Linked DNA regions of Anser cygnoides: region 1 is linked to region 2. A link is a contact called in public Hi-C data. All regions are on one chromosome and are shown on one strand. Each heading gives the region's core, a stretch centred on a gene start, on an enhancer-like site or on the middle of the called end of the contact. The rest is flanking DNA. Distances are from core to core; before and after follow the strand shown. Region 1 holds the start of CYB5D2 (cytochrome b5 domain containing 2). Region 2 holds the start of EIF4H (eukaryotic translation initiation factor 4H).

The links. A called contact is a pair of places that touch in the nucleus more often than the background predicts.
Region 1: a contact with region 2 is called in a Hi-C map of liver, with 2.2 times the contacts expected there. The contact joins the promoter of CYB5D2 here to the promoter of EIF4H in region 2. A contact is called at or near these places in 2 of 7 Hi-C or Micro-C datasets (both in liver).

Annotation. Positions count from the first base shown.
Region 1 is chr18:4,931,962-4,935,310 of Taihu_goose_T2T_genome, reverse strand. CYB5D2 (cytochrome b5 domain containing 2) reads left to right here and starts at 1,299. Exons shown (of 3, transcript XM_048067920.2): 1 at 1,299-1,545; 2 at 2,141-2,327. The coding sequence starts at 1,320. ZZEF1 (zinc finger ZZ-type and EF-hand domain containing 1) reads right to left here and starts at 1,182. Exons shown (of 55, transcript XM_048067902.2): 1 at 615-1,182. The coding sequence starts at 977.
Region 2 is chr18:4,562,824-4,566,113 of Taihu_goose_T2T_genome, reverse strand. EIF4H (eukaryotic translation initiation factor 4H) reads left to right here and starts at 1,676. Exons shown (of 6, transcript XM_048067918.2): 1 at 1,676-1,833. The coding sequence starts at 1,775. MYBBP1A (MYB binding protein 1a) reads right to left here and starts at 907. Exons shown (of 27, transcript XM_048067905.2): 1 at 698-907; 2 at 481-576. The coding sequence starts at 871.

The sequences.
Region 1 (3,349 bases), core at 50-2,549, 370 kb before region 2:
ACTGGGGTGCCCCGGCCCCTTCACTGCCCCCTAGCCCCTGTCAGCACCCCCCAGCCCCTACAGAATCCTAGAATCACTAAGGTTGGAAAAGGCCTCCAAGATCCTCTGGTCCAACCATTCCCCTACCACCACTATCACCCACTGAACCATGTCCCTAAGCACCACGTCCAACCTTCCCTTAAACACCCCCAGGGATAAGCCACGTCCCTAAGTACCACATCTACCCATTCCTTGAACACCCCCAGGGACGGTGACTCCACCGCCTCCCCAGGCAACCCGTCCCAACGCCTGACCGCTCTTCCTGAGCAGAAATGTCTCCTCATTTCCAGTCTGAACCTCCATCTGAGCCCCCCTTAGCCGCTATGAGGCCCCCAAATCCTCTAGCAGCACCCCCTCTGCCCTCTCAGCATCCCTAGCCCCTATGAGCCCCCCAGACTCTATGAAGCCCCCCTTAGCCCCTAGGAGGCCCCCCAAAGCCTCTAACAGCACCCCCTCTGCCCTCTCAGCATCCCTAGCCCCTATGAGGCCCCATCAGCCCCTATCAGCCCCCCCAGCCCCTCTCAGCCCCCCCAGCCCCCATCAGCACCCCTTTACCCCCCCCCCAGCCCCCTCACCTCCTCGCTCTCGCCCCGGGAGCCCGCTGCCAGGCGGGACACGCTCTCGAGCACCTCGCAGAACTGCTCCAGGCTGACGGCCTCGTCGCCGCGGCTCAGGCGCTCCTCCAGCCAGCGCACCAGCGTGCTGTGGTGCCGCGACACCAGCGGCTCGGGCAGCGCCGTCTCCCGCAGCCGGGCCGTGGCCTCCCGCAGCCGGCCCTGCTCCAGCAGCACCTCGGCCGGCGGCAGCGGCGGCGCCGGGCCGGGGGCGGCGGCGGCCGGGAAGGGGGAACCGGGCTGAGGCGCGGCGGCCGCCCCCTCCATGCCTTCCTCGGCTCCCTCCTCCTCCTCCTCGCTGCTGCGGCTGCCCGCCGTCCCCATAGAGCCCTCCCGGCGGCGCGGCCCGGCTGTCCCTGCCCCTTCTCCTTCTCCTCCTGCCGCCGCTTGCCGCTTCTCGCCCTCCTGCTCCTCGCCCCGCCGCCCCGCCCGGCCCGGCCCGGCCCGGCCCGGCCCGGCCCGCCTTAGTCAGCAACTTCCCGGCCCGGCCGCACCTGTCAGCGCCCGGCCGGCGGCGGCCCCGCCACACTGCCGCCAAGCGCGGCGCGGTGTCGCAAACCCCTCCCCGCCCGGCCGCGCCGCTCTTCCGCGCGACACCCGGCGGGGAGGGAGGGCGGCGCGGCGCCACACCGCCGTGCGGCGCGGAAAGCGTCGCAAAGAGCGGCCATGTGGAGGGGCGCGGCGGTAGCGGCCGCGCTGTGCCTGGGCGCCGCCTGGCTGCTGGGTCGCGGGTTCGAGCCCCGCGGCCGCCTGCTGAGCGCGGCCGAGCTGCGGCGGCACCGCGGCGCTGAGGGCGAGCCCGGCCTCTACCTCGCCCTGCTGGGCCGGGTCTTCGACGTGCAGAGCGGCCGCAAGCACTACGGTCCCGGCGGGGCGTACGAGGGCTTGGCAGGTGCGTGGGGCCGGCTCCGGGGTGTGTGTGTGTGAGGGGGCGCGGGGTTGACCGTCCGGCCCTGGCCGCCCGCAGGGAGGGACGCGAGCAGGGCGCTCGCCACCGGCGACTTCAGCCCCGCGGGCCTGGTGGACGACGTCTCGGCGCTGACCCCGGCGGAGCTGGCCGCCCTCCGCGGCTGGATGGACTTCTACAGCGGCCGCTACGCCTTCGTGGGTAGGGACGGGGCTCCCGGGGCTGCGCCCCGCCGGGCGCTGTGAGGGGGGAACGGGGAGAGCGCTGAGGGGATGGGAGCTGCGGTGGGAGCGAGGGGCAGGGGCTGGGAGGATGGGGGGGGTTTGTGTCTGGAAGTGCCCTTTGGGGTCTGTGAGGGGTCCTGAGCTCGTCCTGCAGGGGTTTGTTAGTGTGGGTACATCACTGTGAGGCCAAAAAATGGGAGGGGTGTAAGCCCAGGCCTGCTGTAAAATGGGGCTCCTGGGAAAATCCTCTGGTGTAGTTCTCTTTTTTCTTTAATTAGCAACAATATAAACCGGTCATATTCCTTGCTTTTCCTTGTTTCCATATTACGGTCTTAATCGATACTCCTCTCTCCAAGGGAAGCTGGTGGGCAGGTTCTATGATGAAAACGGGGCACCGACAGAAGCCCTGCGGCAGGCTGAGGCAGCGATGGAAGAAGGCCTGAAGCTGAAAGCAGAAAGTGACCGCAGGAAGGAGCAGTTTCCACCCTGCAACTCGGAGTGGAGCTCTGCCAAGGGCAGCCGATTCTGGTGCTCCAGGCAGAGGTAAATTCGGCTTTCCTGCCGTTGTGCTCGGAGCCTTTGGAGCAGAGCAGAGCGCTTCTGCCCCTTTGCTTGGACACCCCGAGCTCTGTCATAGCAGGAGTGGCATGGGAAGACGTTCTGGCTCCTTCAGCCACCAGGCTCTGTAGTCTTGGGTGAGCTCTAGTGACTTCCCCACAGAAAACCATAGGTTGATCCTAACGTGCTGAGGGCTGGCATGGCTGGGATATGGCAGCCCTGGTCCCTTCCCCTGTCTGCATTCCTGCGGCTGTGCTTTCTGGCAGAAGCAGAGCCAACCTGCAACGAGCAGTGGTGCTGTTCTCCGCTGTGCCAGGTTTAACCGCTGCTGCTGTGTGAATAGAGGTTTCCTCTGCTGGTTCAGCAGGAGCTGAAAGCCTCCATGCAGGCTGGATGAATACACAGGTGCAGGCTTGGCTGGTCAGTGTTTTCAAGTGGGAGGTAGCAGAGAGGAGCTCTGCTCACTGACCTGGTAAGTGGGCAAAAGGAAAATAAAATTTCCTCCTTATAGTTGGCACTTCCAGGAAATTTGTTTCTGAGACAAACTCTTGTTGCACTGGAAACAAAATCATGTTTCAGAAGTTGCCACACGTGCACGTGATCAACCTGTTCTCAGGGAAGCAAGCCAGAAATCCCACTGGGACTGCTGGCAGCATTCAGGCAGGCTTTCTCACCTATCAGGAATCCAAGGATCAACTCATGTTTTTCAGACTGTTTTGCAGCCCGTCTCTCAGGCTATTGCCACAACAGTTTTCTCTTAAAGCTACATTAAACTGACTTTGAACAGTCACTTCCTACTAGACCTGTTTAGTTGTGTACCTCTCTCAGTTCAGGGACTGTTTTGTTCTTAGCTGAAATCACATTGCGAACTGTATTGCAGGATGCTTGGGCTTCACTTGAAGTACACAAGTACACATTAGCACTGTGTACCTTGGGAATCTGCTCCTACACATGAACGAGCTTGGTTGCAGTCTCTGGACTGCGTGTTGTGTGGTGGTCTCCTGTGT
Region 2 (3,290 bases), core at 427-2,926:
GCTTGTTAGGTGAGATGGGGTCACATCCATGGCAATGACACGTAAAGCTGTATGTATAGACTCAACGTCTGCAACTAAATGTCATGTTATATACTCAAACAGCTTCGAGAAAGTACCCTGAAGCGGGTATTAAAGGGTTGCCTTTTCACATCACCCGCAAAAAGGGCCCAACACCAGAAACAAGTTGCTTTTAAGAAGTCCAAACAGTTCTAAATGCAGCACATGTAAAAAATTGGTCAATTTTTGCAAATTAAGGCTGCCTCCTGAGGCACGACCGAATCCTGCAGCACAAGCGTGATACCGGTGGGTGCAGCTGGCACCTTTACAGGCACGCTGCTGGCCCCACTGAGGCTGTGCAGCGGCCCTGCCCCAGCAGAAGGGCTGCTTCCCTGCCACCTGCCTGCACGGGACGCCAGCAGGGAGCTGCGGGACCCTCACGGCCACCACAGCGCGACCCCCGCGATCGGCCCCGACACTGACCTGCGCCAGGGCCAAGCTGAAGCCCGGCCGGGCGGCCTCGCGGGTGGCTCCCAGTCCTTCCACCAGGCGTTTGAGGGCGTACTTCATCTCTTCGTCCTGAAACAGAGATCCAGGCACGGTTGGGGCCCCGCTCCTCCAGGCACCGAGCACCCCGCGGGGCCCGGCCGCGCCTGCCCCCCTCCAACCCTCTCTCCATCCCTCCCGGTCCCCCCCTCACCTTTCCGCCGTCCCTCAGGTGCCGCAGGAGGTTCTCGGTGGCCGCCAGCCGCACCTCCTGCTCGGGCTTGGCGATGTCCCAGAAGAAATCGAGGAAGGCGCGGCCCTGCCGCAGCACCCCGCGGGGGTCGGCGACACCGCCGCCGCCCGCCGCCCGCTCCGCCCGCTCCGCCATGCCGCCGCCGCCACACGTGGGGCCGCCGCCGCCGCCGGCCCCTGCCCGCTCCTCCTCTTCCGGGGCAGCGGGGACGGATCTGGCCCCGCACCGAGGCTGGCCCCGCACCGAGGCTGGCCCCACACCGGGGGTGTCCCCACGCGGTTTCTGTCCGCACACGGGGGTTGTCCCCGCACCGGGGCTGTCCCCGCACCCAGCACCCGGCGCGCCCCCCTCAGCCCCCTCGCCCCCCTCAGCGCCATCTTCCCGTCCCCGCCCGTCCCTCCCCAGCCCCGGGGGGAAGCGGGGCGCCGTGAGGAGGGGACGCACCCGGTTAAACCCCCGCGGCCGGCCCCGGTTCTCCCCCGCAGCCCCTCAGCGAGGCGCGGGGCTCTCTGAGGGCGGTGCGGGCGCTTGGGAACCGGCGGAGGTCGAGGGAAGGGGGGGGAAGGATCCTGAATGCTTCCAGAAACGTGCAAACAAGAACTCATCACGAACTCCTTTATTATTAATTTTTATTTTTATTTATTTTTGACGAGTACTGAGAGAGCGACCGCTGCGCTCAGCCCCCACACGGCAGGGGCTCCCTGCTGGCTCTCCCCTCGCGCGGCTCCCTCCTTCCCTCCCGGCTCGGCTCCCGCCCCATACCCCCGGCCCCTCGTCCCACAGCGAGCCGCAGCCCCTCAGCGCGGCGGCGGCCCCACGGCACAAAGGCGGCGGGGGCCGCGCTCCACGCCCGCCTGTGACGGCGACTTCCCGACAGGCAGCGGCGCGGGCAGCCCCGCTGGAGGTGCGAGGAGAGGGGGAGCTGGAGACAGGCACCGCGGCGGGCAGCCCCGGCCGGGGCCTCGCCGTATATAAGCGGCGCGGGGTCCTGCGGGCGCGGTCCTGTCACGCTCGCCCGGGGAGGAGGCTGAGGTGGCGATGGCGGATTTCGATCCTTACGACGATCGGGCCTACAGCAGCTTCGGCGGCGGCCGGGGGTGAGCGCGGGGCTGCGGGGGGAGGCTGGGGAACGACCGGGGATCCTCCCTAAGGGAGCGGGGAGGGAGATAGGGAGGGGTGCGCCCCCCCCCCCCCCCCCCTCCGGCCTCCCCCCCCGTAGGCCTGGCGAGGAGGGGGCGCGGCCGGGCCTCGGCCCTGTGGGGATGGGGGGGGGGGGGGCAGGGACGGGCGGGGGGCGCCGCCTCCGGCAGCCTGCTGGCCCCTCGCCTCCCGCCTCGGCTTTGTGGAGGCACGGGGAGGCGGCTGCGGTGGTCTGGGAGGGGGTAAGGGACGTCCCCCCCCTTTCGCTCCGTAGCAAATTTGGGGCCTGGTGGCTGGGGAGAGCCGGGAAGGGGCGGGAGGCGGAGGGTGTCGCTGTGCTCCCGCCGGCCCCGAGGCGAGGGGAGGGAGCGGGGGGGGGGATTTAGGGAGGTGCTGGGCCGGAGCCAAGGTAGGCCGTGAGGAGCTGCAGCAGGGACGCGGCGGGAGGAGGGAGCTGCCCGTGGAGGGCTCGAGGCCCCGGTGCGGGCGGGACGAGCTGGGCACGGCGGAGGGGGGGGAGGGAGCCGCGGCGGCCCCGAGAGCGGGCGGCGTTGTGGTGCCTGCGGCGGGGAGGAAATGGGAGGGCTCTGCGGTGCCTCCGCTCGGGGAGAGCCGGGAGCTGCCGGCCTCTCCTGCCTTATCCCGGCTGCCGGTGCTGGCTCCAGCCCTCGGATCCGTGGGGCTCGGCTCGGCTCTGGAGACTGCACGTGTTTGGGGGGAGCGGGCTGCGGACGCAGTGACCAGCAACTACAGAGTTTGCCTTAAACCACGTTAGGAAGACGCAAGTAGTTAACTTTCTTGAAGGTGGGTGCCGTACAAGTCTGCTCTAAATTAAAACGCCACGTATAAAACTACGAAATAAACTGTATTTGCAAGCAAATGTTAACGAGTATGCTGTTTTTGTCATGTAGTCTTCCGAGATGTTTCCTAATAAGCAGTTCCACTCTCTGCTGTGGTCAGAGGAGTAAATGAGTTTCATTTCTAGGCTGCCCAGGTAGCAGGGAGGCAATACTGCTGAGGCTGTAGCAGGAGTGAGTTGCCTTACATTCAGAAAATCTCTGGCACTTAGGCTCTGTAAACTAATTTTTGTGTGTAAATATCCTCTGTCTAAAGGTGAAATCTCCCCGAGCAAACAGATGGGATAGCCATTCATAGTTTTGCTACTTCTTAAATTCGTAATAGATACATTGACAACTGCCTGAGGTGGCACTTGACACTCATAATTCAGGTGTTACTGTAAAGTAGCAAAATAAAAGTTCAAGTGTTACTTCCATATTCAGATTTCTTTAATAGAGTACTTAAACTTGCTCTCAGGCAAGACTCAGATACTTGCTTTGGTGAACTGAAGGTGAACTGGTTAGTAGATGCTTCTGCAGATGTTTCTGGTAAGTAACTGGGAGCTAATTCAGTAGTT